Regions from separate parts of the Mus musculus genome. Here all the other regions are linked to region 2. A link is a contact called in public promoter capture Hi-C data. All regions are on one chromosome and are shown on one strand. Each heading gives the region's core, a stretch centred on a gene start, on an enhancer-like site or on the middle of the called end of the contact. The rest is flanking DNA. Distances are from core to core; before and after follow the strand shown. Region 1 holds the start of 4930461C15Rik (a long non-coding RNA gene). Region 2 holds the start of Cmss1 (cms small ribosomal subunit 1). Region 3 has its middle 60 kb from the start of 4930461C15Rik.

Region 1 (4,799 bases), core at 947-3,446, 800 kb before region 2:
TTAGTTAAGACTAACTTCAAAGAAATTTCACTGCAAGCAGTACTAGGGCCCTCAGAGGGAGAGATTTTTTAAAAATCAGGGAATTCTCATCTCATACAATTTCTGAATTTTCAGATACTCACCAAACTAGTCCTTAATTTACTAACTTAGTAACTCGTGTTTAATAATTGATAAATACATTATGCTTTCCCTTTGTAAAACTGTGTGTTTCTGGTTCATTTACTTAGTCTATGAAAGAGACATGCATTCACATATGAGCAAGACAGAAAATTGATACAAAGGTATTAAACAAACAAAACTACCCGATTTTGAAGAAATAAAAATCATGTCTTTTTATGCTCTCTAAAATTATTTCTATTTATTTTGGAATCTTTTGGCAATGGGAGAAGAAATATATTGTTACAATGCTGACTAAAATGATTCAAAAATCATTTAAAATAAGATAATGTTGCATGTTACATCAGTCTGGGAATGACTACTCCAAAAGATAATGGTGTCCTATATAGCTGACTCTGTTACTCGAAGATTTGTTTTAAACATGACGTGAAATTCTAGATGTAAGCCATCTAGAAATGTTCAAACACAGTGGACTGCTTAAATGGTCATATTCCTTTCTACATTAAAATATGCTGTATTCCCTGTGCATCGGTTTCCCTCTGCTGGGAACGGGATAACTAACTCACCAAGCTGTGTGTTAAATGCACTGATTTACACAAACCACTTAGTCCCGGGCCTCCCACACACACTAAGCTTCTGTAGCCATATAAGTCTGTCTCCCCACCACGAGAAAGAAAAACACACACATAGATGCCAAAACTTCAGAGGCTTCCACACTCTAAAACAGTAAGCGCTGACTGAAATCTGCCTATTAGACCTCTAAACCTTAGGTTGCTCAGTTTAAATGTGACTATTAAAGAGGACAGTTTACGTTTTTCTCTTAGCGATTACCTCTCACACGTCCATCAAGGCTGCACCTTCCCAAGAGACAATCCCATGACCTTGAAGATATTCCTTACTGACAAAAAGTGCACACAGTGGGAAGCTGAACTGAGAAATGGAAAACGTATTTCAAGAAACTCTCCCTAGCAATTAGTAACAAGAAAAGCCATGGAAGAAATAAAGCCAAACAGAATGTGGTACGCTGCCCAAAGCAGCAACACTAAAAAGTTCAGTCCTGTATTCTCTTTCTATTGTTGATGATTTATCAACCAACAGTTGTTCCCGCTTCTGGAATGGGATTGTAGAAGGAAAAGAAGCTTTGTCACTTTCTGAGAAAGTTTGCGCTTTTGGTAGTGGACCGCTACTCTGGGCCACTTCTGTGTTTGATCAAGACAATCTACAAACCACGGTCCTCAGTAATGGGCAGGTGCTCTGAAGAACGAATTGCAAACGTAAGCAAGGCTCTAGAGAGCACTGCAATTTGCTTCATTCGCGTTAGAACCTGGGCGCTATCCCTAAGAACAGCAATCCCTGCCTGTCTTTAATAAGCTCAAGATGCTTTTTAATTTGCTCCCGACTCCGTCCATCAGTCCAGAAGGAGACAGCAAGGAGGCCTCCACGGCAGGGTCTCATACGTCCCTCTTTCACAGAAATGAATGGCTTTGCGGAAAAGTAAAGCGACACAAACTTGAGACACCGGGCGGCACCACCACCCCGCCCCGGTCCCCGCCACATCAGCCTCGCCAGTGTGGTGTCTCTGCATCTCTGGGTTCGTCGGCAGGTTCCTCCAACAGCCAAGAGCCTCAGGAGGCCGACCGGTGCGGGCCACCACTCACCTTGCTGGCCTCCAGCGTCCTGGAGCAGTAGGAGCAGCAGAAGGAGCAGTCGAGGCCTGGAGGAGGAGTTGCGGCCAGGAGGGAGGGGACAGCAGCCGGCGCTGGGCAGCGCGGCCCGGCCGGTGGCGGCGGGCGCGGCCGGGCCTCCGGGACCCTGGGGGCTGCGCGCGGCTCTCAGCGGCGCCCGGCTCGCCATCGCGGCGGCCGGCAATCCGCCCGCATAGTGCGCGCGCCGCGGAGCCCCGCGCGCCCGGGGCCCGCAGCACCCGGTGAGGACCGGGCGGCAGCGCAGCGCGCCTCGTCCCCTCCGCCCTGCTCCCCGCGCCCGCTTCACCGAGCTTCCCGCCCCGAGACCCCAGGCCGGAGCGCGGCGGATCGGAGGATAGCACCGGGGCCCGAGCTGGAACGCGCTCCCGCCGCGCTCGTAGACCGACCGTCTCTCGGGCGGGCCGGCCCCGCTCTCTCGCCCTCCCTCCCTCCCGCGCGCGCTGGCCACGCCTCCTCCTCATGCTGAGACCAATGAGCGGCCAGATCTGGTCCAGCTCCTTCCGTGCCGTCCAATCATCACGCCGTCTGCTCTGTCGACCTGTTAGCTCCTCTCCTAAAGCTCCACCGCCCCTCATCCGCGTCTGCCAATCGCCCTGGACCTCTGGGAGCGTCCCACCCGCCTCCCTCGATCCGGGTTCGCCCCCAAGCCGGGGCCGGGAGCGGTCCCCGCCCCGCTGAAGAGCCTGTAGTTTTTGGGACCACTGCCCAGAGAGAACCCGCCGAGACTCTCTGGTCAGTGACTTCCGGGACTTCCCCATCCCGCGCTCTCCAGCTTCCCAGAGCCTGCTTGCTCCTGGCTCCTCCCCCGTCGAACATCAGGCCACTGGAAGGGGTGGGATGGCTGGATGCTGGAAGATTTCAGCTGGGAGCTGTATTTAAGGGACTGTTTTTAAATAGCAGAGTATGTTTTTCTTAATTAAAACTGCAGTCAATTGCAGCAACATCTGCGGGTACAATTACAAATGTAGTGTTCAGTTTTTGCAAAGATAGCTTCTAGGACTTTGGAGAGGAAGTATAAAATAAGACCCGTGTTGCTGAGACTATTTAAGTCCACTATCTGTAAAATTGTGCTCAGAGAAGTCCCAGGAATTAGAGCCACTTTATAGATAATTTGCAGGTTTTGGAATGGGGAAGAAATGTCAGTACATCATGCACGTCAGAATGAAACAAGTACAAATTCAAATAATAGGCAATTTGATGGAGTTTTTGAGCAGGCAGTATGGCAGAAGAAAGAGCAGTCTTTAAAGAAGAATCCACAGAACTAGACAGTAGATTTATAAAGAGAAACCATCAGGGATATTTTTAATTAGGGACTCCCTAAAAAAAAAAAAAAAAGTATTGTACCTTTAACAAACAGGGACTTAGTAAGATAGAACAGTTTGCATAGCAAAGGAAGTAACTATAGAGCATCTGTATTACCTTTCAGTTTATGGTGGTTGATTTTTCACAGTATTGCTGCTGTGCCCTGTCCTGCTGATGACTGCCTTTAACAAGCCATAATTTCTGGCAGCTGGGTCTTCTCAACGCTAAGCAACGGATGCTGTACAGCAAACTGATACTGGCATAGGATGTCTACTACCTTGAGTGTATTAAATGTTCCCTTGACTTAACGTGTTCTCAAGTGATGGTGGGTTTATCAAATGTGACTCTTATCATAAGCTGAGAAGCACCTATACTGGGATGCAAAGCCAGAGAGATAGGCCATTGGTTAAGAGCCCTTGCTGACAATCCTTACGATCTGAGTTTGATCCTCAGAATTTACATGGTTGCTAGGAGAGAACTGGCTTCTGCAAGTCGTCCATGGTCCTCCAGATGTGCACTGTGGAACATCTCCCCTCCCACCCCCATACTAAATGAATGAATAAATAAATAAATAAATAAATAATAAAATACATGCCTTTTAAACAAAATAAATCGATATGGATATACAGCTAATAAATGAGGCTATAGAAAAGCAGGTTGTACAAATGTCAGTGTGAGAAGTATGTAGGAATTGGCTCTGGAACTCATGAATACATGTGAGAGTCCTAAACATGTAAAGCACTCACACCCGTGTTTCAGAAGAAAACCCAAATGCTGGAAAGGACTCTAGAAGCCATTTTTTTTCAAGTTTCTTGCATATTTCTCACACAATAAGCCCACCCCCCACCCCCACTCCCCAGTCATTGTATCTGCTAAACATCTATCGTGTAGCAAAGAAAGCACTACCAATATACGCCCTGGTCATACAAAGTTCAGTTAGAGAAGCTTACATTCTAGTGGAGAAGACAAACATTTTAAACAAATCCATCGTCACCAGTGCCAATTTGGAGGTGAGAACTAACAGAGCTAACTCTATGACCTACCCCAGCAAACAGCCAGTCCTAAGCCAAGGCTTCAAGTGATAGTCCCTGAGATGAAGCACCTCACATGTCGGATCACTCCTTCTGTATGACCACCTAGTGATAACCGTAGGCCACAAGGTGGACACAGCAAAGGGTTAGAAGCTGCTGGCTAGGATTCCTTCAGCTACATGGAACTGCACAAGAAGCAGAGTGAACTAGCTCAGGTATGGGAACCTTTCTAGAAAAGAAAGTGCTGGAGTTGTGGCTGTCCCCCCTCAGGGGAGTACAGCCTGAAAAGACTCCGAATTTCTTATAAGTAATTCCCCTATCACAAGAGAGAGGGGTGCTGTCATTTTCTCTCTGTTTTGGTATGCTAAGAGCTGTTAAAGTAGAGAATAAAGTGGTGAAGTGTTTCAGAGGACAGAACAGGGAAAAGAAGAGAGGGGGAAACCAGCGTCTGAAAAATGATGCTAGCCATCTGTCTTCGTACTCTTTTGCCTTTCAGCTTCCTGAGTTTCTTTTCTGGAGGTTTGGCTGGAGAGCAGCCCGGAGAACATTCCCCTACTGCCTGACCATGGGAAGTCATAGGAGGAGCACCGATGTGTGAGAATTGAGACACAGTGCTGCCCACCATGTCTCTCCACTTCTCATT
Region 2 (4,390 bases), core at 70-2,569:
GGTGGTTTGTAGTCTTTCTCAGAATTCAGTGTGGGGCAGGGTAGGGGGATTTCTCTGGAAATTGCTATCTTGTTATGGTTATTTTTCTAAGAACAGCTCATTTTGTTTTGGCAGCTGTAGACTCAGTCATTTTGACTGCTATGTTTCTGAAAGTCCCTTCAGAGGGGAAGAGGCTGGGTGGTCTTGAACTTATTTTGGATTCTACAGTACCAGATATGGGTGTTGGAGTTGGAGGTGGGGTTAGGGTAGGCTAACTTATAAACCCAGATATCTATTTACTGGTAACAAAACAGTTAAAGGGAAGATACAATTTATATTGTTTATTCAATAGAGCTTGTATTTTTTTCTATAAAGGGTGAATTAGCAAATACACGAAGTATGAATGTATAGACGCACCATATTAAAGCCACTCTTTCTTTCTGGTTAGTTTATGTTGTCCAAAGCGTTCTACTATAAAAGTAACTTATGAGCACCGGTACAAACAACTCAATCGCTGCATTTGGCCTGTGGCCTTCCTGACCTCTTAATACCTGTTGTCAGGCAGATGGCTAATGGAGATGACAGAAACAAATGTACTGTTGAATAAAACAATTCTCCTCCTCCTCCACAGGATGTCTCTGCAGAGTCTTGGGTGTCCTGGAACTCCCCTGTAGACCAGGCTGGCCTTCAACTCAAGGAATCTGCTTGCCTCTGCTTCCCAGATTGCTGGGATTAAAGGCGTGCGCCACCACACCAGGCCCCAAGTTCTATTCATGTTCCAAGGGCCATGGTACTGAATGGGACAGATCACAATCCAAGTCCTCTAAAGAGAATATCAAAACCTGATTAAGTATTTTAAATAGAGAAGTGGTATGTTTCAGGTCTTCAGGATATTCGTCCCTCTTAAGTTGTAGAAAAAGAGCAGCAACGTTCACATGTACAACCAAGTTCCGACATTCATCGTCAGCAACTCTCAGGTGCGTTTCTAAGGACAAACTGCACAGGCGCTGGAACGCCAGAACCCTGACAACCAAGTGAAAACACATCCACGTGCTCGGGTCTCCTCCCGCGGTGCAAGCTCTTTGAAATCCAACAGAGAAAAATCGTCTTAGCATCCGTTCTTGCACTTTCGACATCGGCTTTTCGGCCATAAACCAAAACAAAATACTTAAATATTAAAAAAAAATAACCCAAACCGATGGTAACTCTTTTCTTGTATTTCTAGGCTCAACAGAGCATTTATTTGGAGTTTCTAGGCCGATCTTGAACGTCTGAGCCTGTGTGGAAACGGCGACACCCCTGGCTGCCGCAGCTGGGGGGGCGTGGCGTCTGTGACGTCATCTCCAGTGGCGCGGGCGACGGAGTTCCTTGGTTTTTCCGCGTGTAGCGTTGCTAACGCCGCCAGTGAAGCTGAGCCCAGGAGCGCGAGCGGCCGCCTTGCTTTCATCTGGTTGTCAGTTCGCGTCCGGGTCTCACGGGGATGGCAGACGATCTGGGAGACGAGTGGTGGGAGAACCAGCCGGCAGCCGCCAGCAGCCCAGGTAAGCTCTCGCCCGCCTCCCTCGTTCCTCCTGCCCTGGTCCTCGCCTCAGCTGCCTTACCCGCGTGTGGCAGTCGTGGCGGTCTGCCCGGAGGTGGAGCGCGGAGCCGTGGGAACATGGGACGGCGCGGGAACTGGGGAGGGACAACACCGTGTCACACGTGGAACGAGAGGGACCCCGTCGCCGCCTGCCAGTCTGAGAGGGCTACTTCCTGCGCTCTGGTTTTCTAGACTTTTTACTATTTTCTTGAGACTAGATAGACCGTTTCTGTACAGTTTGTCATAGTGGTTACCAGTAATCCCTGAACTAGGTTCAGATTGGGAATTCAAATCACAGACTCTGATACTCCGACACATTCTCCTTTTTCCTCACGTGTGAAAGGAGTAATTCTCTCCAAAAAATTGTGAAGATGTAGTGAAGGTAATTTAAAGTTGTATAGCACAACACAATTTTTGGCGTGTAGTATATGTACAAAATATTAAAGTAGCGTGTTCTTTATCATGTGTAGTTCGAGCCAGCAAGGGGCTTAACTCTTCTGCTTTACAGCAAATTCTTTTCTTTTCTTTTCTTTTCTTTTCTTTTCTTTTCTTTTCTTTTCTTTCTTTCTTTTTTTTTTTTTTTTAGACAGGGTTTCTCTGTGTAGCCCTGGCTGTCCTGGAACTCATTCTGTAGACCAGGCTGGCCTCGAACTCAGAAATCCGCCTGCTTCTGTCTCCCAAGTGCCGAGATTAAAGGTGTGAACCACCACTGCTCGGCTCCAACAGTTTCTATTATGGTGTACTATGTGTACCCATTCTGTGTGCAGTAGGCATTTTATTTTCAAGTAAAGTAGCATTAAGTAACCCCCCCACTCCAGTGGCCTTGAACATTTCATGCCCCATAAGACTTAACCATGCGATAGCTACTTCTATTGTTACTGTCTCAAGTCACCCTCCAAGGATCCAAGGTCCACCTGTCTCTAGTTTTAGATGGTAGGGTCAATGTCATATTTCCATTTATTTTGATCTCAGTACCATCTCACATGATAGCAAACAGAGTTAACACGTTTAGACCATTTCTCAGTGTGAAACTGAAAGTTACAGCATGGGTTTTGTGATTTAAGGGGAACAGAAGAGTAGAGTGTCAGTCCAGTGGCGAGTGGCAGTCTGGATCCCAGGGTTGAGACTAGACTAGGGATGACAGAAGTAGGAAGCTAAAAGTCAGGTAATCTGTAACTCTCAGTCTCCCCATCGTTTGAGGAGTGTTTCTCAAATGACTCAGTAGCTTCTTCTGAGTCTTAGATGCCCCCTCTCACCATACATGTAACAAGAAAACCGGAGTGTTCAGAAATGCCAGGAGACAGTGGATATGACAGTAATGCCAGTTTTCATTTGTTGAGCTCTTAGTATGATCTAAATTCTGAAACTCTTAATTCTCCTGCCTCAGCCTACCTATTGCTGTCATGCATTGTTTTTGCTGCTTTATGAGCACTAGATTATTCATCTTTGTAAGTGTACAGAGAAGTAGTTATCTTTATCCCTGTTGTATACGGGAGGAAACAGAAGCACTGAGATCTCAGAGATTAGCTTGGGCTTCTCCTGTTGAGTGAGGTAGCTCTCCTTCACAGTCGGATGATCTGAAGTCAGTCTGTCTTGCGCTTGCATTTTTCCTGATAACTACTGTGACCAAAGAGAAGAATCCCATCTCTAAGCAAACCCATTATTGATTTTAAAAGGTATACGATGCGTGCACATTATTATCAAACTGTGTCAGTTGACTCTCAGTCTGATTTTGTTCAGAACTAAATAAGCAGTTTTAACCGTACACTTTATCTTTTTGTCAGTGATTGAGATGTAATCCTAATATGTGATTTATTTTGGAATTCAAACATCTGGATGGCTTCTAAAGTATTCAGTGGTTAATAGGAATAGTGTTGTAAACCTGCCTTTCTCCACACTTCCATGTGTCAGTCCCCACAACCCATCAGTCTCACACAGGCTTGGAAGGATGTGGCTATGTTTCTTTGTTTCCTTTATTTCCTGTTGTGTCTCCCTCCACAAGGTTTCCTGAGTCTTTCTTTGCATTTTGCTCTGTGGACCTATATGTTGTTCTAACTTGTATGAACCACTGTAGTAAGCTCAAAATAGAGGCCTCAGCATCAATATTTGCCCCTCAGCTACCAGAGAATTCAGTCCCCACCGGCTTACCCTGGCTCAGCAGCGCTGCTCCTCACTTGCTCTGGTGCTCAACAGGCTCCATTCCTTTTGTCTCAGGCTCTTGTAGTTCCTTGCTGTCCTTCTGATGTAGTAACTAGCTGTTAACATAGGAACTCAGTTCAGACCTCTGTTAAACACAAGAGAGGAAATGAAAGGTCTTCCACATTTATTAGGGGTATTTTTCATGAAACTCATGGATACCTAGCAGGAAATGTACGCACGGTTTGCAGAATCATCACCTCCCTGAGAAGCTGCTCCTGGTTAGCCTACAGTAGTGCTTGGGTGACTTCTGATGTTGGCAGGTCATTTAGCGCTGGCTGCTGCTTGCCTTATTAAATCAGTCTCCTGGCACGGGGATTATAAACTCCATGGAAGCAGAGCTTAGGTTTTCCTCATTCTCTGCTTTATCCCAGAGGCTCAGAGCGGTGATTTTGTTGGTAGAAGGCATTCATTCAGTCTATTAGTAAACTTTTAATAGTTCATAGCTTCATATTGGCTGGAGACCTTATACCTCTGAAGATGCTTACTCTTATGGAAGAGCTGTCAAAATCCTGTGTTTTACAGTAGTGAGTAATTAATCTTTATTACGTTTATTTTATTATCTTTATTTTAAAATGGGATTTTACTTAGCCCAGACTGCTGGCCTGAAACTTGAAGTCTTCCTGCTTTGGTCTC
Region 3 (4,735 bases), core at 168-2,667, 740 kb before region 2:
ATTAAAAATGAGCTGGTATGTTCCCGCTCTCTTGCTGGGACCAGCGAGCCATAACACTATGTCCTGCTCAGTCCCACATTCCAGTAACCAAATTGAGCCACCAACCTCACAGTTAGATATCACAATATCCAGTAACCCAGTAAAATCAAAACTCTTAATGCTTATAGTTAACCAATCAGATTTATGTATCAATAAAATCACAATTTACAAGACACCAATACAATAATTTCTGAACCAATTGATAATGATAAAAGCTTTATCCCAATTATCCTAACCTTATGATATCATAATGACCTGTGGCTGGTAAAAGCAATGCTGGTTCACGTCTGCCGCCATCTTGCTTTTTTCCTCCCTCCGCAGGCAGACGCTCCCCCTCTCTGCAACTCTTAGCTCCGCCTCCCTTTCACCTGTCCAATCACGGGCCTCCTCTGCACTAAAGTAATTGGACAGGGAAAATCCTGCAACAATTCTGAACAGGGTATGAGTGGTATATGCTTTCCAAGGGGGTTTTAAAGCTTGGTAAGTGCATTCTCATGAAGGAGGCTGGAGGGTCAAGACCCCTGTTCTGCCTCTAGCTTTTTTGGTCAAAGCCCCATTTTCTCAAGTAATTTACTCTCCTCTAAGTAGGCAACTGGTTGGTTTTGCTTAAAAAAAAAAAATCCTGTAGCACCTATAGCCAATTTAAAAACATGTCTCCCAGAATTGCTTCATTTCTGTGTTTTACCCCTTTGTCTTTCATTTTTTCTCTGTTTCTTGGAACCGAATCTTGCTATGTTACTCAGACAAGCCTCTAAACTGTCAGTCTCCCAGCCTCAGCCTCCCCAGTCCTGGACCTACCTACAGATGTCCCTAAATCCAGCTAGTGGTCTCTGTTTAAGCTTTTGAGCTTGAGTGAGAAGATTATACCCTCATCTGACTTCTCCCTGGAGAACTTTAATCAGCTGCGGGATTTTATTGGTTTATTTTTATTGTCATTAACTTTTCTGTCACTCAAAGCTTTTTAATCTCATTTCTTACTTTTGAGCTATGTTCCCGAGCCAGGAGGGCCCAAATTCCTAGCCTTTCCTCCTGATTCCTTTCGGTTTGCTTTTGAACAGTCAATTCTTCCTGATTTCATTTCCTTCTGGCAATGTCTTGCTGAACAGAGCAAAGGGTCCCTAATACACAGTGCTAAATCTTAGTTTCCTACCCTTCTTCTTCCTCCCAGTTGAAAGCCTATTTAAAGCTGACTTCCTAGTGAACACTTACCAATGATTTTTATCACTATAAAACACATTGCTTTTCAAACTACTCATATCAGCTTTCATGCCCACTTTAAAAAAAAAAAAAAACATGTAACGGGTTATTTTAAACTGCTACTTGACATTCAGATACTAGTTTCCTTACTGGGATGATTAATGCCAGCTGCCACAACAGACATTCCTAAATGACACATAGTGACAAAGGCTTCATACTCTTCATTCTACATATTCAGAGAGAATTGGTGGATAGAGATTGAGAAGTGCTGCTCCCCATGGGAGACCGAGCTGGGAGATTCATCACATGGCATCTCTGCTAGTCTGGGAGGGACAATTGTCTTTCGGGGCATCTTGCACAGGAATTAAACACTGGAGAATGCCAACCATTCATGCCTCAAAACCGGGCTTGTGAGTATCACTCTACTTATGGCCCATTTGATTTAAATAATCACTCAGCTCCAACCCAAGTGTAAATGAGGCAGGAGGCTGGGAAACGTAAGGGGGCTTGTAGTAAGCCTCGAGTGACTCAGGCCATGGAGGCTGCTATAGCAGTATGCAGATGTGAGGCTGCAGATTGGAACATCCTGGAGGAGAGTGTCTGGAAGTCATTAGCTCTGTTCTGAAAATATTCCCAGTTCTCTTTCTCAGCATGTTGTACTTCTGCATTTCCCAGGAGGTGGAGTGCTGGATGTCTTTGCCTTTCATTGCCTTTTGCAATGAAATTTGAACAGAAGGGCATGTGTTTCTTGCAGGTTGACTCCTCTCGCCCAGGATTCGATTGTTTGCACAGTATCTTTCCATCTGCGTTAACCCCCAATGGCACTGCAGACAGAGGTTCCTTCATTAGCCTGGATACCCAAGTGAGGATGACAGGAACCAGAGATCCATCCAGCTAGATCATTGGAGACGTGTGTGAACATACACACTAAAATCCCAATTCTGAGACACTGAGATGTGTGTGATCGTTTGTCATCAAAATACTTCTCATTCCATTCTGATTCATGTCATTCTCCCCCCCCCCCCTTTGTTTTTCAACTTTGCTCTTTTTAATGTCAGGGAGTCAGTAAATGCAGAAGGAAATTTCAAGTCTTTGCTTGTTTTTACCATTTTTCTTGGGTACCTCTGTATCTATTATCAGTGGCTATATTCCCAAGCAACAGAAAGGTTTCTGAATACTGTTCAAACTAGTGCTCATTGACAACAGGGAGCATCCGTGTGGGGGAAGACCACCCATGGCTTTTCCTAGCTGTGTTTTCAAAGGAACACTTTTCTCAGAAGAATGTTCTCTCAGCCCTAAATCACTGGGGGCTTCCTTTCATTCTCTTTTCTTCTTTGCTGGAAATTCATCCGTCCTCCATTTTGCTGCAGTAGAACGTTTTTTTTTTCTCACATAACAGTACACCAAATGTTTTTATTTTTATTTCTTAAGTAAACACACAAAATCATAGCTTTAATTATTCCACCTTCAGACCCACTTTGCTTTCGGTGCCCACCTCCCTCACCTCTCCTCCATAAAACAGTGACTGTTAAAGTAGACATAGAAAATAAGTGCCTTCACTGGCAACTGGATTTGGTTGTAAGCAGAAGAGACAGTGACCAAAGCACCACATATAGATTCAGGGACTTAGATTCAAATTGTTTCTGCTTCTTACTAGCTGGGAGAATTTTAGTTAATTTCTTTATCACCAAATGAGGTCAGTACAAACTGCTTGTCTGTTATGTTGCTATAAACATAAAAATATATAGCAAACAAAAACAATGGTCACAGATGCTATTTAATATTAATATAAAAATAAACAGCATAGTTAGCATAGAGACCTTCATGTGTAACTGTTGCCTGTTTATATTAAATGCCTTTAAGGCCTCAAGACAGCTTTATCCTATTCTGTCCCTGGACTCTTACTTTATGGCCATACTGGAAAAACCTTGTTGAGGCAAAGTTTTTGAGAATGAATGAAAATAGAAAGTAAGGGGGCTGGAAATGACTCAAGGGGTTAGCACCAGCTCCTTTTCCAGAGGCCCTGAATCCAATTCTCAGCAACCACAATGGTGGCTCACAATTACCTATAATGTGATCTGATGCCGTCTTCTGGCATGCAGGTGTACATGCAGATAGAGAACTCATGCACATAAAATAAATAAACAAGTCTTAAAAAATAAAAAGTAAAAAATTTTATTGGTTGAAACAAAGTTGGCTCAATTCAAGTTTGTATATGGTCTGCTTATAGTTTTTAAACTTTATTCAACAATAAAAAGAATAAATGAGAGGGACCAATATTCCCAGTTATGAGAACGCTATTCAGATGAGAGACCACAGCCAAATCATATTTGCAAACCTTTTCAGTGTTTGCTTTTCATCCTTCTCTCTAGGGAATGGGCAGAAGATGTAGCAGACCTCCATGTGTTCAGAGCTCCATGGTGCTGTAGGTAACCGCTCCTTCTCATGTCTTTCAGGTGCTTTTTGTTTTCGCTGTGTTACTTTGAATCATGCAATGACTCCTGTGCTCCTCGGTGCTCCAACTTTTTTTGTTTCTTTTACAACTTCAGAGAATTTTCAATCTTGGTGAAAGTTTTTCAAATACTTCACACATACTGGTTATTTCTGGAAAGTTGACCATCGCTGTTCTTAATGTCACAGACGTTAAGAATAGGCCAGATCGGGCTGGAGAGATGGCTCAGCCGTTAAAGGCTAGGCTCACAACTGAAAATATAAGAATAGGCCAGATCTTTTCCGTTGGTCCTCTGTCATTCTATCTTCCTGTGAGGTAGGCTGGCTTGTGTGGAGGCCACATGCTGGTATATTCTTGGGCTTCCTGTTAATTGTGTAGGAGTCTTGGCAGTCGGTGGAGAAGGGAAGGGATTGTGCCCTCCAGGCCAGGTATAAGGTCTCCTCCAGCTGACTTCCTCCCACATTCATCGCTCTAAAGTCAGTTGCCCTCTCTGTGGGTCTTGCACTGTACTCTCCGCTCCTGACAGACTAGTTCCAATTCTTGACTACATGATTCCCATAAACCACATCTTTGCAGATAGTTTTTTTTTTGTAACTAAACCCATGGAATTCGTCTATTTGGATCACACCATCTGTTTCCTCTTGGGACAGTGAGTACAGAGGCCTTGTCTGGATCTACTGTTTCTACTTTCTTTTTTCCTGTTGCTGTTGTTGATATTTTCTTCACCTCTATATAGTGTCTTCTATATTCCCGTTCTCTCTCTCTCTCTCTCTCTCTCTCTCTCTCTCTCTCTCTCTCTCTCTCCCTTTCTCTCTATCTCATTTAATATTGTGTGTCTTTGAATTAAGGGTTGTTGTATATAGTATGTTTCTTCTTTTTCTCTTCTTTTTGACATAATTAAAAACACAAAAGTGGTAAGAATAGACTGAAGACTTTTGTTTTGTTTTGTTTTGTTTTGTTTTGTTTTGTTTTTCTGAACCATTTGAAGAAGTTAAGAATCACCCGAACTTGGGCCAGCAATATGGCTCAGTGGGTAAAGATGCCTCC

What was found. Promoter capture Hi-C pulls out the DNA fragments that hold promoters and counts their contacts.
Region 1: a contact with region 2 is called in a promoter capture Hi-C map of 3T3-L1-derived adipocytes, with 17 times the contacts expected there. The contact joins the promoter of 4930461C15Rik here to the promoter of Cmss1 in region 2. A contact is called at or near these places in 18 of 39 promoter capture datasets (the 3T3-L1 cell line, 3T3-L1-derived adipocytes, the HPC-7 cell line and 12 more), 2 of 484 Hi-C or Micro-C datasets (muscle stem cells and palatal mesenchyme), 10 of 115 datasets of contacts at active chromatin or transcription factors (astrocytes, differentiating embryonic stem cells, embryonic stem cells and 6 more) and 2 of 9 other capture datasets (adipose tissue and pancreatic islet).
Region 3: a contact with region 2 is called in a promoter capture Hi-C map of 3T3-L1-derived adipocytes, with 3 times the contacts expected there. The contact joins the enhancer-like site here to the promoter of Cmss1 in region 2. A contact is called at or near these places in 7 of 39 promoter capture datasets (the 3T3-L1 cell line, 3T3-L1-derived adipocytes, cranial neural crest and 3 more) and 1 of 115 datasets of contacts at active chromatin or transcription factors (embryonic stem cells).

Annotation. Positions count from the first base shown.
Region 1 is chr16:58,405,928-58,410,726 of GRCm38.p6, reverse strand. It overlaps 4930461C15Rik (a long non-coding RNA gene), which reads left to right and starts at 2,196. Exons shown (of 4, transcript XR_384912.2): 1 at 2,196-2,555; 2 at 4,653-4,799. It overlaps Dcbld2 (discoidin, CUB and LCCL domain containing 2), which reads right to left and starts at 2,192. Exons shown (of 16, transcript NM_028523.3): 1 at 1,776-2,192. The coding sequence starts at 1,971.
Region 2 is chr16:57,603,796-57,608,185 of GRCm38.p6, reverse strand. It overlaps Cmss1 (cms small ribosomal subunit 1), which reads left to right and starts at 1,319. Exons shown (of 10, transcript NM_025599.3): 1 at 1,319-1,520. The coding sequence starts at 1,460.
Region 3 is chr16:58,346,648-58,351,382 of GRCm38.p6, reverse strand. No RefSeq gene overlaps it. Among named protein-coding and RNA genes, the nearest start is that of 4930461C15Rik, 60 kb to the left of the region's middle. Within about 2 kb of position 1,417, at least 63 of the 459 cell types and tissues checked have an H3K27ac peak or open chromatin away from gene starts, as enhancers often do. A contact at or near this core is called in 3T3-L1-derived adipocytes and second pharyngeal arch cranial neural crest, where this site is marked.